Regions from separate parts of the Mus musculus genome. Here region 1 is linked to region 2. A link is a contact called in public promoter capture Hi-C data. All regions are on one chromosome and are shown on one strand. The core of a region is the stretch at or near the end of the contact, and the rest is flanking DNA. Distances in the headings are between cores, read along the strand shown. Region 1 holds the start of Fnip2 (folliculin interacting protein 2). Region 2 has its middle 23 kb from the start of Gm40072.

Region 1 (5,168 bases), core at 1,546-4,045, 250 kb before region 2:
CATCACTGGAAAGAGAGGCCCATTGGACACACAAACTTTATATGCCCCAGTACAGGGGAACGCCAGGGCCAAGAAGTGGGAGTGGGTGGTTAGGGAAGTGGGGTGGAGGGTATGGGGGACTTTTGGGATAGCATTGGAAATGTAATTGAGGAAAATATGTAATAAAAAATATTAAAAAAAAAGAAACATTCTGAAATACTAGAAAAAAGTAGACTGGGCTGGGTATGCAGCTCATGTTGTCTAACATACCCAAAGCTCAGCACTGGGTAAACCAGGTGGGTAGCACCTGCCTGTTTTATATTTACATATGTGTGTGTGTGTGTATGTATATACATGCACACACACATATACACTATACTTATCTAATATATATATATATATATATATGTATATATATATATATATATATATATCACACAAATCACATGAGAACAGAGTAGTTTGCCCTAGGTTAAATCCCCAACAACAACAAAACTGGAATGAGATCATTGGTGTTGAGTATTTTCTCTGGCAGACTAGGAGTTGAAATACAAATTTCTTCATGATATGATAAGCAATAGAGAAAAATTTTTTAAAAATGAAATTCTCTTAAAGGCTCTGTCTTCACCATGTCTTGTCCTGGTTTCATCTTCAAGCTTCTATCAAGATAGTGGTAACATTATATCCAGATATTAAATATTAATAATTATATCTCAGTTAGGAGGGAAGAAACGACTCCTAACTGCTTTTCTTCTAGCTTCTTCAGGAAGGAGAACCAGGTTTCAGCAGGTCACAAGCAGTATTTATGATAATATAACAGAAATCAAACTAAAACAGACTACAGAGCATGCATATATGGAAACAAGTCACAGGAACTGATAGATCGGCTTGTGGAAGACAGCCCTCACAAGTCCCAGTTTTCATTTCATTTCATTGTTATCCTGTCATCTCTAAGCATTCACAATATCCCTGTTCCTCTTCACATACAGAGCCATGTGGCAGTGCTAGAGACCCGGACTAAGAAACCAGGAAGCAACCTCTGGATTGGGGGCCTTGAGCAGATTAGAGCTATGCCCCACCCCCTCTTTTGATTACTTATATTTGTGAAATATGTTTGCTTTTAAACGTCTAAATGTCCTCTTTTTTTGTTTGCTTGTTTTGCTTTTTAGCGCTCTCTCTCTCTCTCTGTGTGTGTGTGTGTGTGTGTGTGTGTGTGTGCATGCGCGCGCATTGTGTAACTTTGTGCCTCTGAGTGCAGTGCCCTTGGGCACCAAAAGGGGGAGGACGACTTCTGACCTGGAGTTGGACTTGGTTGTGAGCTTTCTGATCCACTTGCTGGGAAGAGATCTCCAGTCCCGTGCAAACGCAGCTTATGTTTGTAACTGCTGAGCCATGTTTCTCCATCCTTAACTTTCCTTTGATCAAGTCTAAGAAATCTTGGTGGGTCATTTGTTCACCGTCCTCAAATTTGCTGGAGTCAGAGTGGAACTCAAAAGTAACTAACTCTAGCTCTACTACCTACCATCTGAACCACGTTAGAGCTCTAGGCCGCAAAACAGATTAATAAACTGTTTTGAATGTGGTCAGACTCTTCATAACCGCAGGTTCTTTAACGTCTTGCACCACAGCACAATAAATTCTCAGGGGGTCTGAGGCGTGAAAGCACAGGCAAATGAGTCTAAGCACACACTCAGCTTCCCTAAATCAAAGAATCTATTGAGTTTTTTTTTTTTTTTTTTATGTGCCCAATGTGAACACGAACTAGGAAAGCAATCATTTGTGTGTATATGTGGGCTTAACGCACGCACATATGGGCTTAGTACATGCACAGCTTTTGTGTGACTTATGTACCAGTGGGAACCAACACACCAAAAAACCCAAAAAAACCCCAAAAAACAAAAAAAACCAAAACAAAACCCGGTGACCTGAATAAACTGTTTGTAAATTCAAAATTGAGCCTGCTGATTTACTCTGGTTCCGGCAGTTGCTTGCTGGGACCTCAAATGCAGCAGGGGCCAGAATCCCCAGCAGCAACGTCAGGCACTAAAGTTGCTTCTCCAGCTCAGGCCACGTTTTCTGCTAGGGAGTCCTGGACCCGATAAAATGAGGACCAAGTTCAAGGGCTTTTCTTTCCAAAGAACAAAAACCTCCATAGTTGTGCTCTGGAGCTCAGTAGGTCAAGTGTGTGAAGACTCGTGCACCCCGCCCAACTCTCTAGCCCCAGTAAGAGCCCGGCGAGTGATAACTCCGGGCGTACCCCTAGTGATGTCGGCGCAGGGCGGGTAAAGCTGGCCAATGGAGACGTTAGGCCTCTATGCTCCTCCCCCTCCCCCCACACGCCCCGCCCCACTCCTCCCTACGAGCCTCTCCCGGCTCCACTCTCCGCTTCCCTGGCGCTCCTCCTCCATCGCCCACTCCTCTCTCCCACTCCCTTGTATTCCTCCCAACACGTTCCACTCTTCATCGCCTGCGCTCCTCCCAGTCCCTCTTGCTCCTCCCAGTCCCTCGTGCTGCCTTCTGACGCTCCTCCTCCCTCCTCCCGGCGCTCCTCCCCCTCGCTCGTGCACCCCCCTCCCTGCCATCCTCGTGCTCCTCCCCTCCCTCATGCTCTCCCTCCTCTTCTTCCCGTGCTCCTCCCTCTCCCTCGTGCTGCCCTCTCCGCGCTCCTCCTCCCGCGGGAGCGAGCTGTCAGCCGGGCGGGCCGGCTCCGTCATATGACCGGCCGGCGGCCGCGGCGCCGCACCTTCCGTCCGCTGCAGCGGTCCCGCGCTCGCGCCCCTCCGGGCGGCCGCGCCCCCGTCGCCATGGCCCCGCCGCGGCCGCCGTGGGCTGCGCGCTGAGCCGTCGGGTCCCGGAGCGTGGCCGCCCGCCCGGGCCGCCGCGTGCACGCCATGGCCCCGACCCTGCTCCAGAAGCTCTTCAACAAAAGGGGCGGCGGCGCAGCGTCTGCCCAGGCCCGGCCGCCCAAGGAGGAGCCGGCCTTCAGGTGAGCGCGTGCGAGCGGGAGGGAGGCCTCAGGCGGGCTGCATGGAGACCGGACCCCCGCGCCACCCTGTCCCCTCCTCCTGGGCGGGACCCCGCGCCACCCTGTCCCTTCTTCCCAGATCCTCCTGGGAAAGACCCCAGTCTCTCACTCTCCTCTGTCCCGGTCCTCCCGGGTGGGACCCCACGCCTCTCTCGCCCCTCTTTCTGGGTGGGACCCAGCAGCATCCTCTTCCCTCCCTCGCCGGGTTCTCCCAGGTTGGGCTCCTCTTTCCACTTCTTTCAGGGTCTCAGAGCCGCGAACCGCCCTGTCCCTTTTCTACTGCTCCTTCTGGGTGGAACCTCAGCGCCGTCCTCCTTCCTTGCTCTCCAGGTCTCCCCAGGTGGGAGCCCTGCGCCATCCTCTGCCCTCTTTCCTCAGGTGCCCCACAAAATTTCTCCATATGCCCCCGTGTCTGAGCACGTCTGGGACCGGTGTGTACCTTCCAGGGTCTCTGGAGGGAGAGTCACCTGCGTCTCCCCTGCCCCAGAGCCTGTAAGCTGTCATTTTGCAGGCAGCTCCAACCCACTGAGTATGTGACAGTATTTTGAAGTTGGAAAGGGTGAAGCCACGAAAAAAGCAGCTTCTTTCTTGCAGTGTATGACAAGCTCGCCGGCGGATGAATAAAAGTGTGTAATTTCCTCATCAGTTAGAAGGCTGATGCCGCATGATGAGTGGAAAGGGAGGGAAATGCTTTTTATGAAACGTCTCGGGTTCTAATTTAACAAAGCAGAGGCAGATATTTAATAGTTCATCTTCGGAACACATACCTTTGGATTAGCATGTGTTAAGCTGGCTCAAGACCCACAGCTCTAAGTGGCGGCTGGTCTTGCATTTTGAGCTAAGCAATTGGCTCTCAGTAACATCCCTATACTATTCTGCTTTTGAGTGGTAAGTTTCCAAAGATGCTCTCCTGGGTCCTGTACTGTCTCTCAGCACTACTAGTTGAGAAAACATTTTATTTGCCATTTAAGTTTTCATCACTATAAAACAAAACAAAACAAAACAGAAAACTGAACACCTCACACCGATTCAGACCTTCTAGGGATACTTTATGTTCAGAATGTAAGACTTTGAATTTTTTTTAAAAACAAACAAACAAACAAACAAAGGTCTCATTAGTCCAGGCTGGCTTTAAACTCTTGACAATCTTCCTGCCTTAGCTTCTCAAGTTCTGGGAACACCAACATGAAGCATCGCATTTGAAATGAATTTTGATTAAATCTCATCTCCTTTATTGCATAAAAATTCATTCAAAACACATACAAACACATTCCTATAGTTATATAAGATTTTCTTTTATCTTGTATTTCCAGTTTTATGTAGCCCAGGCTAGCTTCGATCAATTGATGACCTGATCGTCCTGTTAGTGCTTCTCAAGTGTAAGATTACAGTAAGCACGTGCTGCCATCCCTGGCTCCAACTTGGAGAGAATGAGACATTAAACAGAATAGCAGCATTTGTGTGTGTGTGTGTGTGTGTGTGTGTGTGTGTGGTGGGAGGTTGGAAGGTAAATTGTGAGGACTGCCTGGATCATGGTCAGTGCATTTCCGTTAGGCAGACTGGACCTGATTCTGTGCCTTCTATTTGTCTGCCTACCCGTGATGCTGTCGTCTAACGTCTCTGAGTTGTAGAATTACTTTGGAGTCAGGACATGTTAATTCTTCTTGGAATCCTAGACTAGACCAAGATTCCTCAGGTGTCTTCTTTGGTGGCCCTTACCAAGGACATTACAGCCATTTGAGTGCCCGTGGAGATGCGTGGTACTTGTCACTGTTTCTTACGTTCCCTGCCTACTTGTCCACCAGCACTCTTCCCTTCCCATGGATAAGGTTAAATTCAGTGTATTTTGAGCAACAGCAACAACAACAAAAAAATGTGGCTATATTTAGGGCTCGGCCATATTAGGAAAATTGATTCCCACTTTGTGAGTACAATATTAGTACCATGTTCTGTCTTCTCATTTGGTGTTTAAGGGAGAAGAAAGTGCAGTCTTTAACTTTTTTTACTGTGCTATACATTTATTTGTATGCGTGTGGGAACACACACTCCAGTTCTACAGCATGCAGGTGGAGGTCGGGGACAACTTTCAGAACCCTGTTTGCTCCTACCTTGTGTTTACCTGGGACGCTAACTCAGGTGATCAGGCAACAGGTACTCTCTCCTG
Region 2 (5,069 bases), core at 670-3,169:
GGGAATGACAACATCTCCTTTGGAAATAAGTATCCTGGCTATCTGTAGGAGATTTTTTTCATGACTCATGCCACAAGGAAAAGTGCCTTTCTTTTCATCAGTCTTTTTTACTAAGTGAGATGTTGCAGTATTTCTTTAAGCTGACTTTTAAAAGACATTTTTTTCCCCTTACAGAATGGGAGTTAGTATGTTTGATGATCCATAAAGATGCAGGCAAGCAACCTAGCACCCGGTCTCCAGCTTCCTGCCTTCTCCATCATGTCAGGCCACGCCGCCAATCATGAACCTAAACCGGCCTTTCTTCCCCTAAAAGCTTTTTTTTTTTTTTTGGTTGTTTTTGTTTTTCGAGATAGGGTTTCTCTGTATAGCCCTGGCTGTCCTGGGACTCACTTTGTAGACCAGGCTGGCCTCGAACTCAGAAATCCGCCTGCCTCTGCCTCCCGAGTGCTGGGATTAAAGGCACGCGCCACCACACCCGGCAAAAAGAAAAGCTTTACAATGAGAGTTTAACATTAGAGTATTTGTCCTTAGGAGACAAAGTGTTCAAGCACTACACTTATTTGCCCTTTTCCATTGATCTGCTTGAAGCTAATTATGACACGTTGATATATGTTTAGAAATCATGTGCATTCTAAGCCAAAGAGGGCTTATATTTGTATATTCATTGTAATTCAATGTTTCCATTGAAAACAGGTCCAGAAATCTACAGCGTTAAAAAAAATAGAACTGTTAAGTGTTTAAAACACTCAGAAACACATAAAAACTTGCTGAGGATTTCTGCTGTCTTCTGTCTTTCTTATCACATAATTAAAAATCCACCAGAAAGATCTTTGCAACCAGCCCTTGAGGCATTGGTCTTTAATCCCAGCATTCAGGAGACAGAGGCATATAGACCTCTATGAGTTTGAAACCAGTCTGGTCCACATAGTGAGTTCTTTCCAGGGCAGCCAGAGTTACATATTGACATTCTGTTTAAAAATAAATTGCTTATAAATACTAGCTTTAGAGATTTATAAAATCAAAAGACCACTGCTTGTATGGCATATGCAAAGCCCTACATGCTTAGGAGGAGGGAAGTGTGCATGTGCCGTGTATGTGCATGTGTTGTGTATGTGCATGTGCATGTGCTGTGTATGTGCATGTGCTGTGTATGTGCATGTGCTGTGTATGTGCATGTGCTGTGTATGTGCATGTGCTGTGTATGTGCATGTGCTGTGTATGTGCATGTGCTGTGTATGTGCATGTGCTGTGTATGTGCATGTGCTGTGTATGTGCACGTGCTGTGTTTGTGCCAGAGGACAGAGAACAATCTCATGAAGTGGGTTCTCTTCTTCCACCCTGTGGGCTCTAGGGATCAAATTCAGGTTGTCGGATTTGGCAATAAGTGCCTTTACTAGCTGGGCCAAGTGATCCCATTCTTCAGTGTGGAGAAAAATGTTTCTCCTGAGTAGAAAAGATGTCAGTGACCTCTGACAGGTGTATGAGCCGAGCACCATTGACTGGCATTGTTCACATGACCAGCATGTTGCATCCCGAGGCTGCACCGAATCTCACAGAGCCCGAAAAGAGCCAACAACAGGGTTTTTTGTTTGCAGTATCTCCCTAATGAGCATCCTCAGATCAACTCCTTACAGCAGTCTGATAGGCTATGAAGGATAATTGTGCAAAAAAACAACAAAAAAAACCGAGGCCACGAGATTGTTAAACGATTAAAAATTGCTTTTCCAAATAAGATGTTGCAAAGAGAGTTCATGTTTTTCTCCCCTCACTTCAGAGCTAACTCCTTTCCTTGTAACCCTGAGAGTTGCCCACGCTGTCTCAAACAAGTTACCAGAAATCTCGTTTCTCAGAGTGAGGCGTTGCCATGGAAACAATGACTGGCTAAATTTGGCTAGAAATATTTGCTGTTACATGTGCCTTGTGTTAAACACAGTGCTTTCCTTCCTTCAGAGTAGGAGAGGAGAGCTGGAGAGCAACATACTAGTGCATCTACTGTTTGTTTCTTCTCCTCTCTCTCTCTCTCCTGCTCTTCCTTAAGTTTTTATAGCCCTAGCTGGGCTCTAACTGATGGTCCTCCTGTCTCAATCTCTGAAGTGCTGGGGTTACATCACGCTATCACTCTTAAAACATGATTTCATATTTACAGTAATTACTTAAAAATAATTGCATAAACTTTATTAATGTTAAAAATACTTGCAAGTACACAGAAGTGCTACTTACCAAAATAGCCACACCCAAAGCCCATACAATGCCATGAACTTCTATATAGTTAAAAATAGGTATTTTGAATGAAAGCTGTGGAGGTTTTACATTCAATTTTTATACTTTCATTATCAGATATATCTTATGTACTATTCACCACCTAAAACAAAACAAAACAAAAAGACAGAATTAGAACTAGAAAAAAAAGCTTTATATCCCATTTGTAGCCAGTATCCGTTACTTTCATCTCTCTGTAGCAATTACAAGGGTCATGGACAGAGATTTTACTCTGTATGCTAGATGTTCTCCCATCTTACAGATAAGTAAAACATTAAGTGATGTTTGAAAGCTGTGGTTTTAGCATTGCTTGAACATATCCCCCACAGTGTATGTGTGGACATTTGGCTTTTTTTTTTTTTTTTTTTTTTTTTTTTTGAGATGGGACATTACTACCCTGTCCAGAGGCACGGAAACTCTTCTACTCAAGACATCTTCCCAGTAAGTTTTCCAAGTGTCTGGGACAACTGACTTATGCACTGAAATTTAATTCTCATTAAGAGATGTTAAGAAAGCAAAAACTCTGTCCGTGGTGGTTGTGGGGGGGTGGGGTGGCTTTTATGGGCTGTTAGGATGGGATGCAGTTATCATTCCCTAACTGAATGGAAGAGACTCTGGCTCATGCAAAGACCTCTATCTCTTGCCTTGGGATCCATCAGACTAGTCCAGCACCCTACCAGCAGGAAGGCCACTGCCAGATGCAAGCCTCCTGCCCTTCATCCTGCAAGACTGTGAGCTAAAGGAGACTAAACTCTTTTCTCTAACACTTGCCTGGCCTCTGGGAGCTATTACCAAGAGAAACAAAGAAGGATTCAAATATAGGTAAGAGGTAAGACTAATCCAGAATATTCTGCCTTCTGTGGCAACAATCAGCGGCTGCCCACATGTCTTTACTACCTTCACAGTCCACTTTCCTCTCCATTTTTCTAGATAGATTTTGTCTTTACAGTTCTACAGAAGTTGACTTATTCAAAACTTCTAAGATTGTTCTTGCAAAATTAAAAACTTTTCAGTCTTCCAAAACCATGGTTCTATTTTATATAATGTTCAATTCCCAGAAATGTGGCTGGCATATTATATAACTTGAAAAATATTTTGCTAGAAACTAACTATAAATGCAGTGTGTTTGGGGGATTGATGCATAGCTGATTTTGTAAGTGTCACCTGCAGAGGACTGGAATGCCGGGTCACGGGGTCACGCATATTGGAGATGCAGGGATGAAGTCCTGTGCGGGAGGGGCTGGTATAGCAGGAATCTTGCTTTGCAGGATGCAGGAGTAGGAATTTAAGTGTCTCCAGGACGTGAGACCTTGGGCTCTAGTTTTCTACAAATCAATGAGCTCAAATCAATCTCTGGACATAAACTCAGCATTTTCAAAAGGCAATGAGTATGCTGGACATAGTAGCATATGCCAGGCCTGGAAAGGTGGAGGCAGAACGATCAGAAATATGGCTATATAGTAAGTTTCTGGTCATCCTGGGTTAATAGGACCCTATCTCAGCCAAACTAAAACACAAACAAGCAACACAATGGCCTTAGTGAAACTGTAGACTAGTAAATGCAAACACTCTACCACAAGCTACAGTGCCAGCTTCAGGGGTCAGCTCTAAGGTCTTTTTTTGCCTAGTCCAGACTGGCCTGGAACATGCTATGTGGCTTTGTCTAGCCTTAAGCTCAAGCTTATAATCCTCCCTGAGTCTCTCATGTGCTGGAATTACAGTGTGAGTCACCACTCCCAGCCAGAGCAGGCTTCCCAGGAAGGCTCCAGAGCTCTGACAATTCCTTATTAGCTTGCTCCTTTTACAGTAATTCCAGGCCTGGCCCATCTCCTCAGTGTCAGCCAGGGAGAAGGTGTGCTTGTGGTTTGTCAGGTCCAAAATTCTCAGGCACTCCCATTGTCTCCTCTCCACTTTCATTTCATGTCTTGTCTCTTGTTAATATAAAACTTTGTTTTACATCACAGCAAAGCCAGAATATAATATTTTATCATCATATGGGCCTTCCTAAACACTAAGAACTTCATTAGAACTGGGTATGTGTGTCACACACACACACACACACGCACACGCACACGCACACATGCACACGCACACACACACGCACACACGCACACGCACACGCACCACGCACATGCACATATGCCACACCTTTACATAAGCATAAAACCTGACCTTAATGAATCACCAAGAAAGATAAAGGAAAACTTGGTAGACCAAGGCAAAGAAAAGAAATGGTATCAAATCACAACACTAAATAGAGCCTGTCTTTATTTATTCAATTATTGTTCTGGGGTTTATATCTTACTTTCCTAACAAGGTTAAATGTCCTTGGTGATAAAAATCTGACAAACAAACAAACAAACAAACAACCCACATGAACCTTCTATATTAGTAATACCTCTTTCTCTGAGTACATACAAGGTAAATATCTCTAGGAATTTTCCACAGAACTAAAAGGGATCATTTGGGAAACTGTCTCTTTAAAGATTATAATGGTTCACCTCTAAGACCTTTCATTACAATCTCCTTTGGATCCCCCAGATCAGCTCCTCGTAGAATCTTTTATCATGCCTTGTCCCGTTTGCTTTCTCTTGAAATGCTTTTGATTTTAGTATTATATTGCTGAAATGCGCACTGACATGCCTTTGAAGATACGTGATGGCAGAATTCTCTAGGGAATGTGAATTATGCTTTTACCTTATTTCCCATCAGATTAAAAGTAATATACATGGTTAGAATATCAGCATTTCCTCCACACATTAGAGAGTCATAATCAGCGCCAATGTGATACATTGAAGTTTTTTTTTCCC

What was found. Promoter capture Hi-C pulls out the DNA fragments that hold promoters and counts their contacts.
Region 1: a promoter capture Hi-C map of hippocampal neurons shows a contact between it and region 2, with 3 times the contacts expected there. The contact joins the promoter of Fnip2 here to the enhancer-like site in region 2. A contact is called at or near these places in 7 of 39 promoter capture datasets (the C10 cell line, cranial neural crest, frontonasal cranial neural crest and 3 more), 1 of 115 datasets of contacts at active chromatin or transcription factors (embryonic forebrain) and 2 of 9 other capture datasets (adipose tissue and liver).

What each region holds. Positions count from the first base shown.
Region 1 is chr3:79,565,306-79,570,473 of GRCm38.p6, reverse strand. It overlaps Fnip2 (folliculin interacting protein 2), which reads left to right and starts at 2,795. Exons shown (of 17, transcript NM_001162999.2): 1 at 2,795-2,965. The coding sequence starts at 2,871. It overlaps 4930589L23Rik (RIKEN cDNA 4930589L23 gene), which reads right to left and starts at 2,282. Exons shown (of 2, transcript NR_152118.1): 1 at 1,276-2,282.
Region 2 is chr3:79,311,016-79,316,084 of GRCm38.p6, reverse strand. No RefSeq gene overlaps it. Among named protein-coding and RNA genes, the nearest start is that of Gm40072, 23 kb to the left of the region's middle. Within about 2 kb of position 1,919, at least 28 of the 459 cell types and tissues checked have an H3K27ac peak or open chromatin away from gene starts, as enhancers often do. A contact at or near this core is called in hippocampal neurons, where this site is marked.